2 separate regions of the Danio rerio genome follow, and region 2 is linked to region 1. Evidence: chromatin contacts called from public HiChIP or PLAC-seq data. All regions are on one chromosome and are shown on one strand. The core of a region is the stretch at or near the end of the contact, and the rest is flanking DNA. Distances in the headings are between cores, read along the strand shown.

Region 1 (4,800 bases), core at 2,062-4,561:
AGTGGGTAGCACAATCGCTTCACAGCAAGAAGGTTGCTGGTTCTAGCCCCGGCTGGGTCAGTTGGCATTTCTGTGTGGAGTTTGCATGTTCTTCCTGTGGGTTTTCTCCAGGTGCTCCGGTTTCTCCCACAGTCCAAAGCCATGCGCTATAGGTGAATTGAATAAGCTTAATTGGCCATAGTGCATAAGTGTGAATGCAAGAGTGTATGGGTGTTTCCCAGTGTTGGGTTGCGGGTGGAAGGGCATGCGCTGCAAAAAAAACATATGCTGGGTAAGTTGGCGGTTCATTCTGCTGTGGTGAATCCTGATTAATAAAGGGATTAAGCTGAAAATTAATGAATGAGTGAATATTTAGTGATTTCCCAACACAATCTCACGGCAATTCGTAACTTTTTCATTTAGTGGCTAATTTGTATGAGTTCGTACGATCTAATTCGTACAATTTAGTACAATTTGCTTTTCCCCCAATGACGGTTGGGGTTAGGGGTGGGGTTAGGTGCCACGCCTCCTTTTTAAAATCGTATCATTTCGTACGACTGAAATCGTACGAATTCGTATGAATTAGCCACTAAACTGGCAAAACATAAAATACTTACGTTTTCTCGTGAGATCAGGCTGGATTTCCTCCACGCAAGTTATTTTTAAACATTAAAGTACACTTCACTGCATTTTCTATGTTTTTAAAACCACTTTTGTTAATTTAATTTGACGCAGACACCAAAATAAAGCCTAAAAACATACTTCAGTAATTTTGTCAGTGCCAACAGCAAAGTGGTTAGGTGCACTGACATATAGCACCATGGTGCTCACAGCGACCCGAGTTTAATTTCTGGCTGAAGGTACTTTGCCAACCGACCATTCCCTCTCTCTGTTCCCAGTGCTTTCCTGTCTGTAACCTCCACTATACTTTCCAATTAAAGGTGAAAACCCCCTAAAAATAATTTAGTAATCTTTGCTTTGTTTTGAATTTTATTTATATATTTGTAATTGTAGCAGCACTTAGAAATGTTTATTAATATACAATTGATGACAAAAATATTAGACCTTCTGTGAAATTTTTATTTATATTATAATATTTCTGAAGTGCCCATTTTTAAACAATTTTAAAACAACTTAATTTTTTTTAACCTTTTTAAAACAAGTAATCTCCTTGGTCTTTGCCATGATGACAGTAATATTTAAAAAAAAAAATCCAAAATAGCATTCAGCTTAAAGTCAGGCTAGTTAGCTAAATTAGGTCATTGAACAACAGTGGTTTGCTCTGTAGCAAATCAAGAAAAAAAATCCTAAGGGGGAGAATAATATTGAGAAGGTTTTACTTCTTTTGAAAATTTCTTTTTAACTTGAGCCAGACTTAAAGAAATAAAACTTGCTTCAGAAGAATAATATAATCAGAATACTGTATCCTTATTATTATATATTTTCTGTGCTGTTAAACATTATTGATTCATTCATTTTCTTTCGGCTTAGTTCCTTTATTCATCAGGGGTCGCCACAGCGGAATGAACCGCCAATTTATCCAGCATATGTTCTAAACAACCCTTCCAGCTGCAACCCAATACCGGGAAACATGCATACACATTCATTTCAGCCTCTGGCACCTAGAGCACACTTACACTATGCTATCCGGTGCCCAGGCCCGTTTCCCAGATCGTCTGAGAAGTGTGAGTGCTCTGAATTGGGCTCAGGTGCGGTTCACTTGACCTGCCCTGGCCCGGTTGGAAGAGGTGTGTCACAGTGAGGTTGACTTGGGCTCGGTACGCTTGAAGAGTGAGTGCAAAGCGTGCCTGAGCCTGAAACTGAAGACGAGCCGTGACTTTTAAGGGACTGTTTCATATGTATTTATTAATTATTCTTACTGTTCAATTAATTCAAACTGTCATTGATTAGTAAAAACGCAAACTCCTCACTGCATGATAGCTGCACCTTTAGTGAACTTCCTAATTCCTGCAGCATGAGAAATTTATGACTGTTTATGAGAGTCAAAAGTGGCTGATCTGATCGGCGAAATATTTGACTGTGTCACTGCATCCCAAACGACTAAAACAATATAACTAAAGAAATGTCCACTGTGCTGAGCGAAAGCGCTTACTGAACAGTGCATCATCAATGACGTAAGCATGCTCAGGCGCAAATGCAATGTGAGTGCAGGCTGTAGGGGGAGCTCTGCACAAGAAGTTAGGCCAGAGGAGAAATGGTCGTGTCCAACTGAGCCTGGTTTCTCTCAAGGTTTTTTTCCTACACTTTTGTCAATTGGTCAAGTTTGTTCCTCACCGCTGTTGTCACTGGCTTGCTTGGTTTGGAACTTGTGGAGCTGCGCATCGATGGATCTGCTCTTCAGTGTTTGGACTCTCAGCAGTGAAAATTAAACCACACTGAACTGAACTGGACAGACAAAGTTTCAATTTACTAAAACTTCTATGTCAAGCTGCTTTGACACAATCTACATTGTAAAAGCCCTATAGAAACAAGGATGAATTTAATTGAATTCACACAGTCATGCACTATGGCCAATTTTAATTTATTCAATTCACCTATAATGCATGTGTTTGGACTGTGGGGAAAACCGGAGCATCCGGAGGAAACCTAAGTCAATACAGGGAGAACATGCAAACTCCACACAGAAATACCAACTGACCCATGCAGGACTCCAACCAGTGACCTTCTTGCTGTGAGGTGACAGTGCTTACCACTGAGCCACCGAGTCGCCCTGTTAAACATCACTTTGGAAATATTAGAAAAAAAGGTACAATAATTTATTATATATGATAATTTAATTTAGCCAAATAATTTAGCCATTAATTTAGCCAAATAATTTAGCCTTAAATTGCATTTTTATTGTATTTAGGGGTTGTTGGCATTAAATTAACAAATAACAATGATGCAAAAAATCGTGTAGTAATGCCCAATAAAAACACACACATTAAATGCCTTTGTTAACTGATCCTGATGCATCCTTTCCGAACCATTAACTGCACCACAGGCATCCAAATTTTTCACTAATAAAGATCAGTTGACAAACAGCAGATACGAAACCAGCTGCCTGGATGACCTTCCCAAAGGCTCTGCGACCCACATCCCAATCCTTTCATCTCTCGCCTGCCTTAAAATGTAGCGCTGCTAAAAATAAGCTGTTTTACTGAATGAGAGCAGCTACACTCCTAATCCACCCTAGACACTGACTATAGTATTGTGGTGCTAGTTAACAGATGAATGAGGCAGTTCCCGCCCCCCGTTTCTCCTTCCTCCACCCCTTCGCTTTCCCGTTTACACACACACACACACACACACGCAGTCATGCGCTGCAGTCATTCAGGGGCTCAGCGTGGAGCTGCACACACACACAGCGACATGGCAAGACGAGCTGAGCGCTGTGTGATGATATCAGTGTGTTTGCTGCTGCTGCCGCTGTGCTGGGGTAAGTGAGACACAGACGCTTTACCATTCTTAAATGAGATCTATTTCTAAGTGAGATCAGTGGAAGATATAAAAAGTGGAGCATTTGCATGTGTTTGGTGTTGGAGGCTGAGGAAGTTGTGAAAAAAGTGGTAACTTGTGATTGCTTTCTTAGTTTTTCTAGGGATCACTTAGCAAGAAAAAACTTGTTTGCTCATGTCTATAATACCTGTACTTATTTTGAAAGTGTTCTGAACATATTTTCTTCTTGCAATGAAATTCAGTGGGATTAAAAAGAAAATACTAATAATAATAACATATAAAAATAAAATTGCACCTCAATGACTTTCATTACATGAAAATCATTATTCAGAATATTTTTTTTGTGTTGCACTTTTAGGGTTTAGGGATCAATTCTTAACAGTAATTTCACTTAAATACACTTTTAATTTAATTGCCAAGTAGTCAAACTCAATCGTGGGGTCTTAATTAGGGATCTTAAAGGAACAGTTCACCCAAAAATGTAAATGGTGTCATAATTTACTCCCCATTAACTCACCATTGAGTTTTTCTTGTTCTGTTGAACAAAAAAGAAGATATTTTGAAGAATGTTGGAAACCTATAACCATTGACATCCATAGTAGGAAAAACATATACTAAACTCAGAAAAAAGGTACTCAGTGGTACAAATAATGTTCCTTAAGGACCAATTTTGTACCTTTGTAAAAGTTGTACCTAACATGGTACCTCTTTTGATACTTCACTCTCAGAAATAAAGGTACGCGAGCTGCCACTGGGGTGGTACTTTTTCAAAAGTATTTGTACTTGAAGAGTCCATATTGGTACCTAAAAACTATATATTAGTACCCAAACATTTTATGAGGAACACTTTTGTACTTTTTATGTACTAATATGTACCCTTGAGGTATTAATATGGACCTTTCAGCTATAAATGACAGATCATGACAGATCATGTACCTTTATTTCTGAGAGTGTACTTATGATACATACTACTTTTTATGGTACAGCTAAAATGAAGATACATAGTTATATTCTTAGTAAAAAGGTACAAAAGTGTTGGACAACTCCTTCTTTATTAAAACAAATATGACTGGAAAGGGAAAGTGATTTTATGAATAATTTCCATACTAAAACATTAATCATCATTTAAAAACATATTTAAAGAAACTCATAAACATTAATTACTAAGACCTATTAAACAAAACAACTGGTAAAATTTAAAACTATAGATATTGTAAATTAAAAATAAGGCATTTTTAACAAACATTTGCTAAGCATTCTCATAAATACATTTATATTATTGATATCTGCACCTTTTGGCGTTTGCTTTCCACTATACGCACGCGAGCTAGCAAAAGTCCTGCATATGCAAAGTGTTCATGC
Region 2 (4,878 bases), core at 1,085-3,584, 37 kb before region 1:
GTAATAAAATTGAAATACATTTCTTTTCCCAAAAAGTTCAAAAACATTGGAAAATATATAGCATAAACAAAATTAACGGAGATGGAACATTTAGAGACAGCAAAAAAATAACTGAATATGGGTTGGAATATAAATGTTTTTTTTTTTTTATTTTGCACTACACAAAGTATGAATCCTTCCTGTTTCTGTAGAGCTGCTGTATGCTATTTATCATTGGATAGCCCCGCCCCCGTCTCCCACCATTGGTTGAGCCTGTTTTTAATTCCAATTATTGAAACAAACAATACACACATATTTTCTAATGTATTTACACTTTTACATTTTAATGTAAGTAATTAATGTATTTAACAGGAATGATTTAATTTAAATGGGATTTAAATTATAATATAGACAATTCCTTTAACATAGATATTTGTTTATCTGACAAGTTTGAAACTTTTCTATATATACAAAAAAAATGTATTCAACAAATAAACAGATGTGCACTTAAAAGCTTTGAGGAAAGACGTGCTGATTCTCCCATTAAAAACAAACAGAAACGTGCACGCGCGCGCTCACTGTCATGCACTGCAGCCCTAAAATTTAAATATTCAATAACTTGTTGCCCTTGTGGAAAGATACCTACATTTTGAGCACGTGATGTGTGTGTAATGTAGCCCTGGTAATGCCTCCCCCACCTCATCTCACAGGATTTGGTGTGTGTGAATTTACAGCCAGCTCTTCACAAGATGTTCACACAGCGCGCGCAAGATTTTTTAAACCGGTGGCGCAAGATACACCCAAGTTAAAAGCCACGTATCGCTTATGCACGTCCACCATGTCATGTCAGACAGAGTATCAACTCAAGCTCGTGTAAAAGATCCCATCCATCATTACCCCATTCAAAAGAAGCGTGCTTCAATACTTCGGTTCAGGCAAGCCTACAATAATCTACTAAAATCGGAGAGGAGGAAGGGGGGCTCGCCCTTCACCATCTGCCACATTCCTTCAATTAAAACGGCGACTGACATCCTAAACAGCTTCCTAAAGCCCAATGCATAGTTTAACGTCGGGAATAAATAATTTTGCAGACGGTTACATAATTACGCCATTAACGTAACCGCGTAAGAAAATGGCAACTAGTTTTTTTTTAAACCGCAGCGACTATTTCTGGCTCTTATGCGCCAATTATTCGTTTCTCCACACCACGTAAGCGTAGTGAATCAAACCACTGAACTTTTATTAATAATAACAGAGTCAAAGCTTCAAAACATCGTCATCTGCGTCTCAACTATTGATGCAACAAAATGACTTCCACTCCCCGCCCGTCAACACGGAGTCGAGCAGAAACACACACACATCCTCACCACACACACCGCGAGGCGCTGCAGAAGCCATGAACGCTTCATAATACAGTTTGACCTGACATTCGCTCCATATGTGCTTGTGCTCTCAAACCCTGAACATTTTAGAGGGTCTTAAGATGAAGAACGGAGGCGAGTGAATGCCTAATGTTGAGGAGCCGGAGAGAGTAAGATGTCCGCCTATGGAAGACGAAACTGCTCGTTTTTTAACGTACGTTACTAGATTAGAAAAGCCATATAGTAGGGAGCGCATCTGTGAAGCTAGCGTATAATAAACTTTTTATATGAAGAGATAGGAGATTTATTCGCGTGATGTTTTGCATGTAAGGAAGACTGGGGTAGGAATTATATAACAATACACAACAGTTTTACTTTAATTGTTACCGTTTCCTGCTGGAAGCGGGAACAATATCGTATCGGGGCATTGTAATAACATCGTAAGCAAATTAGACGACACTTGTTGAGTAATAAACATATTTGCGACCGATAAAAATACTTAATATCGAAGTGTGTTATTTTGAGGTGCTTGTTGGGACGCCCACATCGACAAGTCTAATGTAATGGCGAAGAGATCGTGTGAGGAGTTCACAAAAGATTCACCAAGAGTTTAACGCGCTTAAAATTACGATTATATCGACTACTTGTTTGTGTATATCCAAATATGCAGTCTCCAAAAATCCAAATTGGCATCCCGTTAAGGCGCCCATGTGGTCTCCAAGCCGCGCTGCCATTCAGCGGACTCCACTGACTATTCCGAGCGTGCAGGATAGATAGACAGACAGGTTGCGAACTAACATCATTTCGCGTTTCTGTGAACAAAATAAATAGTTAAAGCGCTCACCTCTGCTGGAGTTCTGTTCCTCAGCTCTAAGCTAATCCTCTTCTTCATCTCCATTTGGTTGGTTATTGCTGCGCTGGGATCGCGTAAAGAAAATAAATTTGTCAGAAACTCCGGAGCGCGGACCAACGGCTCGGCTATCTTCAATGGCTGCCGTTCTCCAACTGATCCTCCATGATACCTCGCACCCAACCCCCTTTTTGAGATCCCGCCTACTTCGCGTTTCGATTGGATGATCGCTATTTGTCAACGCGTGATTGGAGAACGTGCCTGTCACTCAAACAGATCACGCTTATCAACATAATCGGTCTTTATAGCCTGACGCGATTGGCTGGAAATACGCGCGCAGTAGATTTTCGACGGGTCGTCCAGAACGTCAGTATGAAGCTTTCAAACTGTAAATCCGCCTATTCTTTGTTCTCATTGGCGCCCTGAAGCGAAGTCCGTGTCCTTTAATACTCCAATAAGTCGAAATTAATTTATAGACCAGGGATAGATGGTGTATTCTGAAGAATCTAAAGTGAACGCCAATGCTTAAGAGTCAAAAATAAAACATTTTTACATCTTAAAATATAATTTATGTTATTTTCACCTTAAAACACGTGTAAAATGTGTTCTGTGAGGTCAAAAGAGTCTTAAACATTGAGTATGTTCTCTACAATCATTTGTTCTATACAAAATGGCTGACCATAAACCCAGACAGTCATGGTGGCTTAAAGTCTGCTCGCCATCTGTCCCATAATGTGCTGCTGCTGATCGCTTCACTCACAAAGGCCTATTTTAGTCATTGAGCACCAGCAGGATATTCACTTGTTATTATATATTAATAAACAACCTTCATATTTTTTTCCCTAAAAATGTCTTCATTCATTTTAAAACAGCATAAAAAACAAGTATCCCCACGGAAATGTAAAATGAAGGCTTTGAGCGCTGTGCATTAGTGCAGTACACCAAGGTGACCACTAGGGCTGCGTGGCACACTGACCCTGAACCGCAATGGACACCACAACAGATCTGCTAAGCTGATTTATCTGGGCTGCCAGAGAAGAAGTGAATAATCTTTTCTGTATGAAACAGTCATTAGGGCAGACTCTTTGTTTGATTGTGTATCATATATCAATCTTTTCTTTTACAATTACTTTTTAAAAGTACAGATCAGATATGTTTTTTACCCTTTATTATCATAATTTTACCATTATTATTGTCTTTATTGTAGTCAACAGCCTATTTTAGATATTTTTAACCTTTTAGGTGCCAATTACCCGCATCCTAAATTGTTAAAGAAAGACAGAGTCACTCTCTCTCACACACACTATCCCCCTAAAAAGACCCAGTTTATACTGTAAAAATTACATATTATTAAAATCAATTATTATGATTAATTAATTATATATTTTTACTCATTTGATGGCATTTATAAAATTATTTTTGATTTCTTTTATTCACATTTAATTCACATTTATTTGCAGTTTAATGAAATGCATATAATTCTCACATTTGTTCAGTTTATATTTTAATAAGTAATTTCATATCAAAAATGAAACAAAATTTATATTATATTACGTTTTCTTTACTTATTATAGTACTGCATTTATTAATTATGTTTATTTTAGTCATTTTTAATAATTTTACTTTAATAAACACATTGATTTGAATAGTAATTTCTATTAAATTCTTTTAATTTTTATAATTGTTGAGTATTTTTTGTTCACATTTAATTTATGTAAAGTTCTGTCGGCCTCTATCTACCTATCTATCTATCTATCTATCTATCTATCTATCTATCTATCTATCTATCTATCTATCTATCTGTCTGTCTGTCTGTCTGTCTGTCTGTCTGTCTGTCTGTCTGTCTGTCTGTCTGTCTGTCTGTCTAAATTTATTTGATATAATTTAATGTGTTTTTACTGTGTTTTATTTATTCTGCTTATTTTTGAAGCTTTGCAAAACTGATAGAAAACTCATGAGAGGATGTCATCAAATGTTGGGTTGAAGATCACAGACAAACAACAGACAGGAAACAGGAAATGTTAAAGAGAGATGCAGAAAATAGTGCACAAAAAAGAAAGAAAACAAAACAAACACTTAAGTAACACTATTTATATCTATGTCATCTGGTAATTTAAGTATGTGCAGGTTTGATACTAATATTTACATTATTTTGGACAGAAACAATTGTTTTATCAAGAGTCTACATGCTGAAAAAAAATAAAGAAAAAACGAATATTGGTTAACACCACAAATATTTCCCAACACTCACTATAGAAACCATTAAAATAGGCTGGTTTTAATGGGTAAATATTGATGGCTTTTATAATATTTTTAACAGCATAATACATGAAAATATACTTTAGCAATTTATAGTAAATGCTGTGGTGTCTTTGAACCATACTGTAGTAAAGTGTATTACACTATATATATATATATATATATATATATATATATATATATATATATATATATATAATATATATATTTATATTTATATTTATATTTATATATATATATAATACTTTGTTAATGAATGCTTCAGCATACTGGAGTTGTAACTAGTCAGCTAATAAACTGTAGTAAATACTTTACTATAGTATGGTTCAAAACCACTATATTATTTTGTTGTGTAAACCATTATAATTTCTGTTTCTATCAGTTTATTTTTCAGCAGGGGCTGGTAGGAGAAGGGATAAAGCCCCGGCT

What was found. HiChIP or PLAC-seq counts read pairs in DNA pulled down with a chosen protein or histone mark.
Region 2: a contact with region 1 is called in an H3K4me3 HiChIP or PLAC-seq map of gastrula embryo, with 2.1 times the contacts expected there. The contact joins the promoter of anp32e here to the promoter of si:ch211-191i18.2 in region 1. A contact is called at or near these places in 1 of 18 Hi-C or Micro-C datasets (hematopoietic stem cells) and 3 of 4 datasets of contacts at active chromatin or transcription factors (caudal fin, embryo and gastrula embryo).

What each region holds. Positions count from the first base shown.
Region 1 is chr19:45,126,526-45,131,325 of GRCz12tu, reverse strand. It overlaps si:ch211-191i18.2, which reads left to right and starts at 3,311. Exons shown (of 6, transcript NM_001045041.2): 1 at 3,311-3,418. The coding sequence starts at 3,352.
Region 2 is chr19:45,162,591-45,167,468 of GRCz12tu, reverse strand. anp32e (acidic (leucine-rich) nuclear phosphoprotein 32 family, member E) reads right to left here and starts at 2,334. Exons shown (of 7, transcript NM_213277.1): 1 at 2,185-2,334. The coding sequence starts at 2,238.